2 separate regions of the Zea mays genome follow, and region 2 is linked to region 1. A link is a contact called in public Hi-C data. All regions are on one chromosome and are shown on one strand. Each heading gives the region's core, a stretch centred on a gene start, on an enhancer-like site or on the middle of the called end of the contact. The rest is flanking DNA. Distances are from core to core; before and after follow the strand shown. Region 1 holds the start of LOC100276871. Region 2 holds the start of LOC100275988.

The links. A called contact is a pair of places that touch in the nucleus more often than the background predicts.
Region 2: a contact with region 1 is called in a Hi-C map of leaf, with 4 times the contacts expected there. The contact joins the promoter of LOC100275988 here to the promoter of LOC100276871 in region 1. A contact is called at or near these places in 12 of 25 Hi-C or Micro-C datasets (bundle sheath, ear, endosperm and 3 more).

The regions. Positions count from the first base shown.
Region 1 is chr10:25,915,101-25,922,901 of Zm-B73-REFERENCE-NAM-5.0, reverse strand. LOC100276871 reads left to right here and starts at 4,857. Exons shown (of 2, transcript XM_020544992.2): 1 at 4,857-5,420; 2 at 5,520-6,196. The coding sequence starts at 5,112. The coding sequence ends at 5,900. LOC100277005 reads right to left here. Exons shown (of 13, transcript NM_001150680.2): 11 at 7,284-7,359; 12 at 7,088-7,209; 13 at 6,811-6,973. The coding sequence ends at 7,295. It also overlaps the pseudogene LOC103642351.
Region 2 is chr10:26,125,654-26,133,454 of Zm-B73-REFERENCE-NAM-5.0, reverse strand. LOC100275988 reads right to left here and starts at 4,417. Exons shown (of 2, transcript NM_001371524.1): 1 at 4,161-4,417; 2 at 1,228-1,714. The coding sequence starts at 4,403. The coding sequence ends at 1,442. It overlaps LOC100284652, which reads right to left. Exons shown (of 4, transcript NM_001157547.2): 2 at 5,877-5,987; 3 at 5,410-5,532; 4 at 4,879-5,326. The coding sequence ends at 5,189.

The DNA of each region.
Region 1 (7,801 bases), core at 3,608-6,107:
CTCATCAAAGTATTGCATTTTGATGGAGAGAATGTCTTCTAGCATTTGACGAGCTTTGCTTTCCTCTTTCGCTCTTTCTAGAAGTTTGAGCATGACCGCCTTATCTTCTTGGCTTAGGCGAGCGTAGAGTTGCACGGAGCTTCCTTCTTCCTCCTCATTCTCGTTTGTGCTTCCGCTATCAATTTCATTAGCCACACAACACATGTGGGAATCGAAATGGGAAGACAAACCTTTTGGAGAGGTGGATTCATCGTTTGGTCTCCATCGGTCATTTTCTTCTTCTTCCTTGCAAGGGTTAGTATCACAAATACCAAAGGAGGTAGAAGCACAAAAGGAACTATCATGTTTGGACTCATCAAATTTGATTTTAATTCTAGTACAAATATCATGCGCATCATGAATAGATTCATTATAATTGGATATGAAGACACGATAATCTTCATTGCTAAGAGAATTACTTAAGATGTCAAAAGCTAGGTAGTTTAAGCGAAAACATCTTTGATCCTCCTCGGAGATAATTTTTCCATTATAATTAGGAGGGAAGATACTCTTGTCCATAATTTGTTCTAACTTTGGATCTACGGTTCTAAAGGCATTTATCACACTAGAAGACCATGAATCATAATTAGAACAATCGGAAAGTAATATCTCAAGAGTTACCTCCTTGTTCTCCTTCGGAATTGTCTTCTTGTTCTTTTGGGATCTTCTATGAGCCATCACTTTGAGTTGTTAGACTCAAGATGAAGTGCCTAGCTCTGATACCAATTGAAAGTCGCCTAGAGGGGGGTGGATAGGCGAAACCTGAAAATTAAAACTTTATCCCCCAACTAGATCCCTTGATTAGTGGTTAGAACAAGATATATAATTATCGGAGTATAAAAACTAAGTCCTTGCTTGTAAAGAGTATTGCTCTCAAATAATGTGGAATTGATAAATCAATACTACTAATAAGTCTATGAGAATAAAGCAAGAAGGCTTAGGCAAGAAGAGCAATAACACAAGTTCCCTCTTGCAATGTGTTGCGTCACTAAATGAGAATTTAACTTAAAGCAACACCAAATAGAATTAGCAAAGAGTAGTGCAAGAAAAACTTAGAATCGGAAAGGACAAACAAATCACAAGCAATAAGCACATGAGACACGGGTGATTTGTTTTACCGAGGTTCGACCCTCGAAGGCCTAGTCCCCGTTGAGGAGTCCACTAAGGACGGGTCTTTTTCAACCCTTTCCCTCTCTCCACCGATCACCCAAGGATCGGCGAGCTCTTCTTCTCAAGGATCACTCTCGATCCCGCAAGGACCACCACACTCTTTGGTGTCTCTTGCTAGCTTTTACAAGGCTCCAAAACTTTGGAGGAAGTTCAATGGGAGTCAAAACTCCACGAGCAAATGAACACAAAGATGTAGTATACACTATCTCTCAATGAACCTCACAAGGCACTAGGGCTAAACTCAATTGAGTAGCTCTCAATTGCTTGCTCTCTCTTTTGTGGCACTTGTGTTGGTTGTAGTGGTCTAGATCTTGCGTATAGGATGTATCAATGAATATATGTGGTTGGGAGGGCTTGAGTATGTCAACTAGATGACTTGGAATGTTGCTTGGGCTCCCTCACCTTGAAGTGGCCGGTTGGGGTGGTATTTATAGCCCTCAACCACCCATATAGCCGTTGGAGCGCATCTGCCACAAATTGCACTGGCGGACGGTCCGCGGCTAGGGCCCGGACGGTCCGCGACCCTCCAACGGTCGATTCTGACATCTTCAACGGATACTTCTGACAGATCAACTGTTAGATCAACGGCTATCTGCCTCGGTGAGACCATGCGGACGGTCCGCCCTTGGTCCCGGACTGTCCGCGCTAGCTATATAATTCCTTTTGCTCAACTTGTCACCTTCGGGCTGAACCAGGTCTTCACATGTGGACTGTCCGTGAATTATAGCCGGACGGTCCGCACGTTGTAGCTGGACGGTCCGCGGTTTAGTCGGACTGTCCCTGATTTATAGTTCCTGGTCGAAGTCAAAGCAGTGTCGCGGACGGTCCGCTGCAAGGGCCCGGACGGTCCGCGCTTAGTCTGTTTTTCCAAAAAGCTTCTCCTGTCCGGAATAATCTACGGTATTTCGGACAGTCGATTTAGAATAGTTGTAGATGAACCTTTGGCACCTGTAGAACATATAATCTAGAGCGAACTAGTTAGTCCAATAATTTGTGTTGGGCAATTCAACCACCAAAATCATTTAGGAAAAGGTTTGACCCTATTTCCCTTTCAAAAGGTATATGCTCAATAGCATATTTGAAGTTTTACTACCGAGCGCCTATAAATAAAGAAACAGTGCCATGAATTAGAGGTGCTTTTTTGGCTAGAAAAAGTTGAATTGCTCTGCCTACTAAGCTGTATTTCTTTTACCTTCATCTTGTAATTCCAAGAAACTGAAGATACATCTGCAATATTTTGTTAAATAAAAATAAGGGAAGAAAGTAATATCTCATGAGGTCAAAACATGTGCTTCATCTTCTTTATTTTGCATAGATTTTTCATCTTTTATTCAATTAAATTGGGGAAGAGAAAAGAATATGTTGGAGACGTCGAGAGATGAGTTTTCACCTAAAAACACTTTTGTGTTGTTTTCAGTGATTTGATGGAGTTGCTATTAGGCCTCCTTCTAATTTGTATATTCTCTACTACTATTTAAGACTATAGTGTAGGCGTTCATGGTGCACGGTTCTGCCCCCTCCCCACACCCCGTGCCAAGGGCAAGGACGACGATTTGGCAAAGTCCACCAAGGTTTCCAAGATGGGCGCCAAATCTGAGGCTGTCGTCGCGGCTGGGAAGGCGAAGAAACCGCCGGCGGCCAATTCGACCGCGGATGCCGGTGCCAAGCCGACCAAATCAGGCAAGAAGGCACCGGTGATTGCCGACGCCAAGGCAAAAGCCAATGCGACCGTCGTCAGCAAGGAGTCGGCGGCGGAGGTTGAGGTTGAGGAGGACGTGGTGTTGACCAAGCAGGCAGAGGAAGGCTCCGACGACCACATCTCCGAGTTCTGGGACCTGCCTAGTCGGCTGCAAGAGACGCTGATGCCGGACCTGGCGCGCCTCTAGCAGCACTTGAAGGCGTACCTGTCCGCGGTGAACGCTGGGATCACCGACGGCGTGCGCCCGATCCTCGGCGGCCGGTGGGCGGCGGTGCTGCTGCCGCTCTTCATGCTCACCGTGCTGGTGTGGCGCATGGGCCCGTACCTGCCGCTCCTCCACCACGTGCTGCTGCTGGAGCAGGCATACCTCGCCATCTACTCTGCGACGCTCGCGCTCACCGCGACCGCCACGGGGCTGGAGCCGCCGCGCTTCATCCACGCGGCCTCCCCCGCCGCCTACGCCTGGACGCATGCTGCACAGTCACTCGACTTCATGGCCTACCTCGTGCTCCAGATGGTGGACCTCGTCGTCGTCTTCTCGGGCACCACCTCCCCTGAGGACGACGACAACGGGACGCCGCCAAGGCCCTCGGGCTCGCGCAGATGGTGGTCAGCCTCGCCGCCGGCGTGCACTGCTATGTCGCCATCTTCCACCGCGCCGCGGCAGGGGCCGCACCCCGCGCCAACTGGCGCGTGTACGCCGTGTACGCGGCCTGCTTCGCAATCGTGTGCGCATGCACACGCGCCGAGAGGAGGAAGAAGGCCTACCTTGCGGGCACCGACCGCGTCGCCGAGGAGTGGAAGAAGAGCTGAGCTGATCGCGTCGGGAACAGAGAGAGAACTTCTCTGGGAGAAAAAAAATCCCAATACGGTGGTCGGTGGAAGCCCAACTGCCCATGTGCATGAAGGTAACCCAGAATTTAGGAATAAAAAGAGGGTAAAAAAGTAAAAGAATATGGAAGCAAGTTGTGATTTTCCTTTTTTTTTCTTCCCTTTTCTACATTTATTATTTATATAACATGTTCCCCTTCAATGCATCAATAGGATGTTTGGCCGAGGAACACATCATTTTCTTACTCCTCATCTTGCTCATCAACCATGGTTGTTCTTTTTTCCTACTTTTCGCGCTCGCACAGTTCGACTACCTCATCCCACCAATGGGGATGGACAAATGCAGCGCGAATAGACAATTGTAGCACGAACAGCATGGACAGCGACAACGTACACAAGGCGGGCATGGTGATGAATGGGTTGCCCATCAGTGTGTACGCATCAGAGACATTGGGGTGTGCGGCGGCCATGTCCACAGACGGTTGATGAGCAAGATGCTCGGGCGCATTCGGGATTCACCGCTGATCAGGTTCAACACATACACATGCGGCACGTGTGCCGCGTCAGGCACGCTCAAGTGGGACATGACCACTGTCATGGAGTACAAGGGCCTACCCCTGCAGCAGGTCGTCGACTACTATGTCAGGGGCACGGTGCAGAATATCCAAAGACAACTATTATCAATAATTAGCCAATATAAACTATTTACAAATCTTTACTAATGTTTATAAAATAGCATATCCCTATATCATTGTGTTTAGGAAAAATGGTGTATTAGTATTGACACATCGCGTATCCATAGGAAATCTCGTAATTGATTAATAACATCTTGTTGACCACATGTGTAGATATTAGACAATATATGTGTTTTATATATGAACATGTATGGTGTTTAGTTGCTTCTTCTACTTTGTTCTAATTGATGAATAAAAAATGAATGGGTCTTTTCTCCTTTTCTTCCTGTCGAGAGAGCACATCTCATAAAGTGATCTAAAATTAATTACTACTAATACTTTTATCAGCGGTGTTCGTATATCGTCACAACGCACGGACAACTGACTAGTAATAATAATAAGATAAGCGGAAGAAAAAAAAAAAGGTATTTCATTTGAGACTTTGAGTACAACCGCGGGGGGCGGAAGCAGGCAAGCTGCACGCAGCCTTTCTCATAGTTTGTTTTGTCCCGTTGTGAGGACCTAACAGAGCGGCGAGCTTGACCAGTTTCCCAAAGCAAGCGACTCCTCCGGTCTCCCACCTCTGCAGCTGCCCCCCAACAGCCCAGCTGCAGCTTCCATTCCTGGCTAACCACCACCAACCCAAAGCAGCTGCTGCGGCACTTTGGTCACGTGCCCACTGCACACCTGACACCAACATGGCCGCCATGTCACGCCACCACCACGACCCGCTTCTTGTCTTGTCTTCTCTTCTCTCTTCCCTGCCAAGACAAAGATCAAACGAACCCACGCGTCCCCTTCCCTCTCGTGTCGTGCAGAAGCAGAAACCCACCCGTCGTTCCGCCATGGCTGGAGAAGGAGGAGGACGGCTTCCGCTCGACCTGTCCCTGGCCACCGCGGGGCCGTCGGCTGGCGAGCGGCGGCCGAGGGCGCGGCCGAACCGGCGCACCCTGTCCTCGCTCTATGCTGAGCTGGGCGCGATGCTCCCCAACCTCCCCATCGACCGGGTGAGTCCCTGCCCCCGACGGCCCTGCTTCTTGCCTATTCACCATTTGTGTGTTTTGTTTGACGTCGTTTCCTGCCAAAACCGTCGACGGCGCGCGCAGCCGGCGAGCAAGGAGGAGATCGTGGACGCCGCGGCGGCGCGCGTGAAGGTCCTGGAGGACACGGTGGCCGTGCTGGAGACGTACCACTCGGTGCGCAGCCCCCTCCACGGGGCCGGCGCCGGCGCCGGCGCCGCTGCTGCCCGGCGGCCCGAGGTGTCCGTGGCCGTCGGCGCGGTGTGCTTCTGCGCGCGGCTGCCGGCGCGGAGCCCCGGCTCGCTGACGCGCGTGCTGGAGGCGTTCCACCGCCGCGGGGTGGAGGTCCTCGTGGCCACGGTGGGGCCTCACGGCCACGGCGGCGCCGCCGTGGTCACGGTCACCGCTGCCGCCGCGCCGCCCGAGGTCCTGCAGATGATCAGGGCCGACATCACCGGCATCTGCTGATCCATGGGTAATCAATGGCTTCTGCTGCTCGCGGCGATTGCACCTTTTGCTACCTCTCATCCGACGGCCATGGCCTCCAACTTTTTTTTTGGTACGAAATCAGCTAGATAGGTGAAATGGCTAGTGCTGTAATAACACCGGCAAAAGCAGACATTTCCGATTCTGTAGCTTCAATCTGCGGCGCCAGCGTTATCCAACGATAGAGATGTTCTTGTTTCCGTATCTTTTGGCATCTTTTATTTGCATTTAACGAAATGCAATGTGTCAGGTTGATATTAGCAAGGATTTTGAACTCCGATCTCATGGTTAGAAGAACAGGTCCGTCTGCTACAAGCTATCTTGATGATGATAGAGTATGACTGATCTAACGAATACCATTTCTTAAAAAAATGAGCAAATTTGATAGAACTCGTTCTCTAACTGTAGCTGACAATGAGATGGGGCAATGCTGCTGCTAGTTGCTCACCAAAGGGTGAAAGGATAGCAAAACATTCCCCAACAAAATTCCCCCGTCTCAATTTATAACTCGTTTGTCTTTTTTGCCAAATTTGACTTGTCCAATTTGTTTTGAAAATAATGAAACTTCAAAACCATATTTAAAGTATATTATATACTAAACAATATCACAGTAATACTAATTATGAATTTTTTTAAGTAAGATCGGTCAGTCAAATTTAATATAAAAAAGTTAAACGAATTATAAATTGAAAGTGAACCACTCCGCCGCGCAATCGCCCTCAACCGACAACTACATCCCTCGATACGCCCAGCAACAGCGACAGCTTTCCGGCAAGGTGAATACGGAAGGGCTCATCCACCGGCAGCTGGCAGCGGTAGCCCGTAAAACGGTTCAATCGCCGGCTAGAAAGCTAAACTTAGGGCAAGAATCAAACACAAAACATCAATCAACTAGAACTCAATGCCCAAAAGATGAAGGCTACATTCAAAATGTTCATCAGGTCCACGACCTTCGGCAGGAAGAAGCCAAGGCCTCTGTGGCCATATTTACAGGTAAGTTCATCGTCAGTGCTACAACTAGTGCTGTTAGCTTCTAGTACCAATGGCCGGCGAACCTAGGCGGAAACAGACGAAACCATGTTAATTATGCGACAGTATAACATATGCCGTGAATTGCCGGTCAAAAAACAAAAAAACATATGCCACGAATTTTAGATATCCTGACTTACCAAAACCTCGGATCGGGACAGTCCAAATTAGAACAATCCTGACAATAACCAATTTCATTTGGAAAGGAGAAAAGAAGAGACTGTTCACCAGAAGAGACACTTCCACTTAACCAATAAATTACCTGTGAAATCAATCAGCGTAAGTTCATTATGTCAGGATCCGAGTTCAAGAAAGTAAAGCCAATAGGGGGCATACCTACGAATGGGCTACTCTACTGGGAACTTGATCGCATGAACACGTCCATTAGGTTGCTGTTGCGTCTTCTTGCTGCCTGGAGAACAAATTTCACATAATTACTAGTAAGATAATACTCCAACACATCCTTTTTACGTTAGATGGTTCCTAGGCATCAGAGTGGTGCAGGAGCCATCCAAGCTATATTTGAATGAACTAGAGCTAATAGTTAGCTGCTAAAAAGTTACTAGTAGAATTACCTAGCTAACAAATAGTAGTTGGTTAACTATTAGCTGAATTATTAGTTGGGCTGTTTGGATGTCTAAAGCTATTTTTAGCAGCTAACTATTAGCTATAGTGTATTCAAACAGGGCCTCAGTAAACTAAAAAAGATGAGATACCATTTTTGCATGCCTGAAGCTATGTAACTACAGGGTCAATCGGACTCTTGCAAAGCTGAAAACTGTAATATACTTTGCTTAGAACAGAACAAAAGTATGGACTGTAAATTTTCTCTCATAGAGCTGTATTTTGAACTT
Region 2 (7,801 bases), core at 3,168-5,667, 210 kb before region 1:
TCTTGGTCAAGCAAAAGTCTACGGCTTGTTACTCTTGGTGATCGGCATCACCTAGACGGCTTGGTGGCGTTGGGATCTCGGTGATCACCGTGGAGATCTTGTTTGTGACCCGACTCAAGTTTGTAAGCGGCCGTGAGGGATCCACCGCGCCGGAGTGGCAAAGGATCATCTCGTAGTGAGCACTTGGTTCTTGTGAGGACCAAGGGGGAGCGATACCCTTGCACAGGTGCTCCAACGAGGACTAGTGGAGAGTGCCGACTCTTCGATACCTCGGGAAAAATTGGAGGAGTCTTCTAAACCTTGCTTTACATTTCACACTTAATTCAAGCATTTTACATTGTGTATTTGTTTAGCAAGTATTTGAAGTATTGTCTTAGCATTGTTCTATTTCTAGTATTATTCTCTTAGTGCTAGTTGTTGGGGTGAAGTTGGACTCTTGCTTAGGTTTTAATTAGTGTTGATTTTTAGAAAAGCTCAATTCACCCCCCCCTCTTGGGCATCGTGATCCTTTCATCAACTACATTAGGTCAGCATGCTATTTTTAAGTCCATGCCACACTCTACATTGCTTTGTCAATTGCTACAATTTGTTTGTATTCATGGCTTACTCCAAAAAATTTGCTGTTGTGAATGTTTCTCACCAACTGTGTTTCAGGTTACTATTGGATCATGGTTCGCCATTGATGCTATGCACATGCCACGCTAGAGTTCTCTGCTTCTTGACGTGAATGTGCTTCTCTCCCTTCATATTTAAACCTAAGTAGCTTGTTGTGTTTGTGCCAAAGACTTTTTTGAGCACTAGCACAACAAACCAACGCCTACAACGCGCTTTTGTGTACAACGATCATCTGCTTGTTGCACCATACATGTATAGTCTTCGAAGCTGCAAACTGTTAGAGTTATGTATTGCTGTACTGAACACCCTTTCGCAACTGTCTATACACTGTCTTTTAGAACCATTGTGAAACCTACGTCAGTGTCATATGTATTATATTATCGTATTGTATCCTACAATTTATTTGTGTTTCTACAATATGTTTATATTCCTACAATGTATTTATATACGTATCAGATCTGTATACATACAAAGATAGCATGTATCTGTTTTGGCACCGTAGGGTAGGGCGCCACGGAGCGCGCCCTTTATTTCTAGTCAACTGCAAATTCACACCCAAAACTACTTCAGAGAAGGCCACGCACTCCCTTAAGTCGACCCACCTCGTTGGCATTTCACCGCTCGTCTCAAAGACATGCTCATAAACAGAATAGTACGTTGGCGAATTTCAGCAGAAAAATGAAGTCTCGAGCCTATTCTCACCATTTTCTGTCAGCGACAGCCTCGGTGAGGAATGGTGATCGAATTGTTCATCGTCAAAAGTACATATAGCCTACGACTTCATCAAAAGTCGTGCCATATAGAAACTCCAGGTCGCGCACCACCGTCATTCATCAGGCAGTGACTCCTCCATCCTCTGAGCGATCAAACGGACTGCAGCGTTGGCGGCCGAGAAGGGGCCGTGGAAGCTCTCCCTGTACGACAGCTTGTCCAGGTCGCCCACCATCCTCAGCAAGATCTCTCCCAGGTCAGACTGCCCCGCTATCAGGGATTCGCGATACGACCGCGCGGCGGTGCTGCTGATGTCCACGTTGGCCGGCTCCGGGCAGTACTCGTCGTCGAGCCACTTGCGCAGTGTCTCCCTCAGCCATTCAGATTCCTGGCGGTCAGCAAAGAATGGAGGTAAGTTCCGCTGTGATTCGTAGCAGGCAATGTGACCGTGAATTCAGACATCCCATGTCACACAGAAATGCATTGGGATGACCCCAAAAGGGGTGCAAATGTGAGCAGCCAGTATCTGAAGTCTGGACACACGAACATGACCCCTGCAAATTGCGATATTTAACCTTTTGTCCCCGTTGCGAATGTCCCTCCTTCAAAAACCATTATTAAAATGCCATGTATTCTTCTTCGTTTCTTGTCAATTTTATCTGTGGCAAGCCATAGCAGCATATCAGTGTGGTTATGGTACGCATAAAGACGCAAATATTCCCACCTTCCTATCTCTTTCCGTGCCGGGTCGAGCCGATTTAATTGAGTCGAGGCACGGCACAGATAAATGGTGAGTCATGATGTGCCCGTCCATGGACCGAAGTCTAAGTCCAAGCACAGTCAGACTAGTTTTAAACGTCTCATTGCCGGGCTATCGTGACGTGTCGGGCGGCCTAGAGCTTGCCTTGTAACAGAGCTTAAAAATAACTTGTTTTTTTCAATTTTTGTTGTCGTTTTCTCCATTTTTCGCAACAGTACTCGAAAATAGCTTAAAAGTGGGGGACGAGTTGGTCATAGTTGTATATATGGTGGGCTAGATTGGGATGAATAAGGTCAGACCACAAACGGGTCGTGCTCGGCCTCATTGGGCTAAATGGGCCTATTGTAAACGGGTCGTTCCCATGCCGCCCGATGGGCTTATACCTAAGCCCAAGCACGACCCATGACGGGCCTCGTGCCGGCCTAAGCACGATTACTATCGTGTCGTGCCTGTGTCGTGGCAAAATGGTTGTGCCTCGTGCCGGCTCATATAGCCCGCCCCATCTGGTCACCTATAGCTCCAACTGCATCTCCAAGTTCGCCAAGGAGTTTTTCAAAGCGCCAAGCACTTCCTTGCTGAGATCTACCATGTTAGGATACACTAACCAGATCAACTCAAAAGATTAAGTTGATGGAATAAGGTAGGTAATCCACTTATACACTTCAACATCCCCACTCACATGCATCTACAGAGAAACAAATGAAGCCTCCGCTAGGATTTAAACTCGAGTCATCTGGCCTTAATACCATGTTAGAATGGACATACTAACCAGTTTAACCCAAAAACTTAAACTGTTAGGGCAAGACAAGACAAAGACAACAACTAAACAGCTGCAACCTGTCACTGAGAGTGTGCCATTACAAACAATTGCACCCGTGGCAAAGAAGGATAGCTTGGTTTTGATGGATCTCACCGGTTTTACCTTCACTGGTGCAAGAGATCAAGCAACAATTGAACACCAAACTGATCCAAGGGCTAAGGTGGAAAACCGAGACCTAACAGTCCCTGTTAAGTCTGGCGGTTCCATCAAGGCTATCAATGATCAAATATGGAACAATATGGATGTCGATGATAATCTGCTGATTGCAGGTAGAGGAATGTCAAATGGAAGGCAGGTTGATAAATCTGAACAACCAGTGCTGAAACTGACTGCAGATGAGGACATGACAACTAAGGCTATGAAGAGGGTGGCTGCTAGAAACCTTGATGTACACGCACGCAAGGCTAGGATGAACAGACCAAGGGGAAGTTCATGTTCTCCCCCACCAGTTCTACAAAAAAAAAAGTTTTGTTTTCAATAGCGTGATGACTCTTAAAACGGGCTGTTCTCCAACTGTCATAATTGCAAGAGCAAGTTGTGTCGGGCTTGCAACTTTTGATGCAAATGGCTAAGCTTTTCTTCTTCTGGGCACATAGGCGGTGATCTAGTCTATGGATTGAAGGCCATTAGAATGGTGCTTGAGCTCTATTATTATTGTCATTGTTATTGTTACTATCACTACTACTACTATTACTATTACTATTATTATTATTATTATTTTCTTTTTTTTGGCTATGTGGTATGCGCTTTATGAGCATAGGCCGGAAGTCTCCTAGCCAAAGCTCAAAGCTTTTTATCATCTTGATGTACTGTTAATGGTTTCAATATATCGCTTCCCTTTCCGAGAAAAGAGAAGGGGAGATGTATTTGTGCCTTTACGCGTGTCTTAGCCAGCTGACATACTATTCTGATTTGCCATTTAAGCAAAATTGATAAGAAACAAACAAGAATGCACGCTTCGATGGCAAATATGTAAGTGGCATTTTAATAATGAATTCTGAAGGCTGTATTGGGAAACCGGGGAGCAATTTTTGGTTTGAAGTGACGGTATACTATCATTCTACACCATGACCCCTGCAAATTTCGTTTGAAAGTGAGAAGCATCAATCTGCCCCATGAGCGTAGTATGTTCACCCTACTACCCTAGATTGTTTACCGGTACCTAAGAACTGGAGAACAGCTATAGCAACCACGACGAGGCTGCGACAAGAATCGGTGGAAAAAATCAGAGAAAAGACCAAGTTGGGACCGAACCTGCGTTGCTCCTGCAGGCGTCAGCCAAGAATCGGGCACCCTCAGCTCCTGCACGCGGTTGTCCCGCTCCCCGTCGGCGGCGCGGAGATGCCACCGGGGAGGATAGGCGACCCGGACGGAGGCGGAGGCCAGGAAACGGGTAGGGTTGTTGGGGAGAGCTAGGAAAAGATGCGCCTTCGACGGACGGAAAGGATAATGGGGGCGGCCATGGAGAAGAGCAGCTAAGGAGGTAGAAGATAACATTTTTTTCCTCTTTTCTTTTTTTTGGAAAAAAGTTGTCTATACTTTTCAGAGGATCGCGCTCTCCAGCGGAAAAATTTGTGGATTTCATTTGTCCCAAATCCATAGTGTCATCCTCCAAGCTTCCTTGCGTGCTGGATCCTGCCGAATTTGAGTGGCACTGTTCTCTTGTGACAGTTTGTGACCGATGCTACAGCTTTCAGCTGAAAGTTGATTTTATAGGTAACAGTAAAAAAACTGCCACATGGGTAAAATTATTGTTAATGTGTTCCATTATCACTGGTTCTCTCATTAAAAAAACTTTCTTCTTAATCCTGTCCTTAATCTGGCTTATAACTCAAGTTGTGATCGAGCAACCACAAAGCTGAAAATTCATTAACGCTTGTGGTTCTGGACTTGTGGTTAACATTAACAATACCATGGGGAAGCACCTGACATCCTGGTATTTGCATATATCTGCACCCCAAGCTCAACAATTAGTACTGCATCTGATTCAGACTTTCATGTGTGTGACTTCCCAAAACTAAAAAAGCAACAGTTGCATTGACTCTTCATAACAGTCCATTGGTTTCTCTATAGCAGCACTACAAGTTACAACATACAAATTCAAAGTGGAATGAACTGTCCTCATCTGCTTCATGTGGCCTTTGGGGCTATCTAATTCACCTCAGCAACACCAATACAAAACCTCATCTTGAATCATCAAGAAAGAACAAATGGGGCAACACGAACAAATTAACACACAACATAGATCAAACACAAGGTCGTCGATCGCAAGGTTGCTGGATCTAGACGACCTTTGGAGGTGCCTCCAGCATGAGCTTCTCGATAAGGTCCGCAGCGTCCTGCACTGTTGCGATGTCCTGTGCGCTTGTTTCGTCGACTGTTATGTTGAACGCCTCCTCGAGGCCCATCACAATCTCGACCTGCAGGAGAAAGTTGGCGAAATTAAAGTGCTGCTGTTTTTTTTGTTTTTGAGCTACCGTTGATTTCGATGCAGAGGGATTACCGTATCCAGCGAATCAGCGCCAAGTTCAGCGAATTTTGATTCGGCAGTGATGGCGGTCCCATCGGGAAGAGCCAGCTGCTCCTTCACTATACTGCAAACCTTGTCCACTGTCTCTTTCTTAGCCTAATCAATAAACATGAGAATGATGATATTTCAGGTCTTCAAAAAGATGTGACTGCTTCACATCAGGAGTAAGCGCATGTTGACAATCTCAGAAACAGGCAATATGGCTGTCAAGAACCAGGTCACACTCTTCACACCATCTAGTGGTTTGTACTTTCTATACAAATAGCTAAATAATTCCATCTTTTTTTTGCTAACTATACAAAGAATTCAAGTTAATTATAGTATCCCGTATGATGTTAGCAAATAAAGATAACTGTCAATACGAAAAGCTACTACAAATAGGCTGTTGCTTCATCCACCAAACAACTGTTGCTAGCAACAAAGGATGAAATGATGCATACCGAACAGCAAATCTTAAACCCAAGAGACCTTTGTCTTGAGCGGATGGATACAGAAGTCATCCTGTGGCTCTGGAAGGAAACCGAGGTCCAGCTTGGAATCACATTTGTGACCTGAAATAATTGGATTGTTCATATGCACAGAACAACATAGAGTACAATATTGAGAGAATGGCAATTGACACTGAAACAAGATTGACATAGCGCATGTAGTGCAAATACCCTTTTCTAAAAAAAACTTCAAAGCTGCTCCTACTCTCATGCTGGATGTTCAATGAAATCAAAACCAAACAACAGATTTGGGACGGGAAGTCCTTCAGAAATTGAAAATAAATACTAAAATGTGTACATTAAGACAGCATATATAGTGAAGCCAACACATCGCACATATTATATCAGTAACATGATCTAAGTCTGTGATTCCTATGAAGTATGTTCACCTAAACTGAGAGCAAGCTGGTCGCTATTTCAGGTATCATACATTATGTTTTTTTATATTTAAGAAAAATATAGATATATATATAGACAAACTATGAGTTGAAAAAACTTCTACAAAATTAACTGCATTGCCTCCTGGCAAGGAACTAGCACCAGAACTTCTGAGGAACTGATCTGGTCAGGGATTTTGAAATGCCTAAACTAGGACATCAGTTCAGTAATATACAAGGATCAAGATGTAGTATAGCTTTTGAAACCAGGTCTAAAATCCAGATTTAAGTGTGTGGAGCCCAGCTATGCGTTTTGAAATCCCATGACATGATGCAGGACATTCAGACCAGGCAAGAAAACACATGGCAACATACGCTTGTAACAAGAAAGCTGGCATTTTCTATTGGGCTAGCACATCAACATCGATGTACAGAAGTAAAGCACTGGTAAAGAAATGCTCCTTAATTAACTTGAGCAAGATCTGAGGCATGTGCTGTCGCTTGCTGTGCTAGTGTCACCCCTGGACGGCCGGACCTCTCCTGCTCCTTTTGGGATCCAGCAAAATTCACTACCAGAGGGCAGATGTTCATTTTTAAAATAAACCATATGAACCACCGAGCTGGGTCGGCGCCCGTTTCTTTAGTCACAACAGTTTTGGAATCTTTGCAGGTTGCACTAAAATATGCGAAACTGCCCCCATCTGTTCATCATTCATCGTGATAGATGGTACCCATAGCTTTGTATGCTCAACAAGTACTAATCATAGGCAAAATTTGCCAAAAAGAACAAGGCAACTTTGTTCGTTCAAAAAAGATTACGGGGCGTTTGGATCCCTTCATTTTAGAGGAATTAGAATTCATTTAATAAAATAACTTATTTAGTTTGGAATTTGATATTCCACCACTTTTCCAAGTTCAGATATAAGCATATCTCAAATTCAAGGGGTAGAGGGTGGGAAATGATTTTATGCATTATTAGAATTGATTTCTAATCTATAACTTACATGACACTCATCGCCTCACTCCTCTATAATAAAAATGTAGCACATAAATATTTCCGATATCTTGCTAATAATAGTATACAAATATATTTTGCATAAAACCGAATTAGCTTAATTGATATATGCCTAAATTACTAGTATTAGAATGGAATTAAATTCCAATGATCCAAACGGGGCGTTAGGGAACTTTTACAAAAGAAGATCCCCCTGAATCAAGCACGGAAGAAATGCTCACAGAGAAGTTCTTAAGCTGTTGAGTGAGCTCGAATCTAATCACAGTCAAGCAACTGAATCGAAACCAACAAAGCATCCCAGCATCACCAGAAACTACGGCTACGGCATCAGTGATCAGTCCATCCATCCATGATCCCATCTAAGCGAGCCAGCCCAAAAACCCGACAAATCACAAACCAAACGCCACGAATCACTGACGGCGGCACGCTCCTCGCATCAGGTTTCAAGAAACAGTGGCAGCCTCGTAGACCAAGCTAGCTACCAG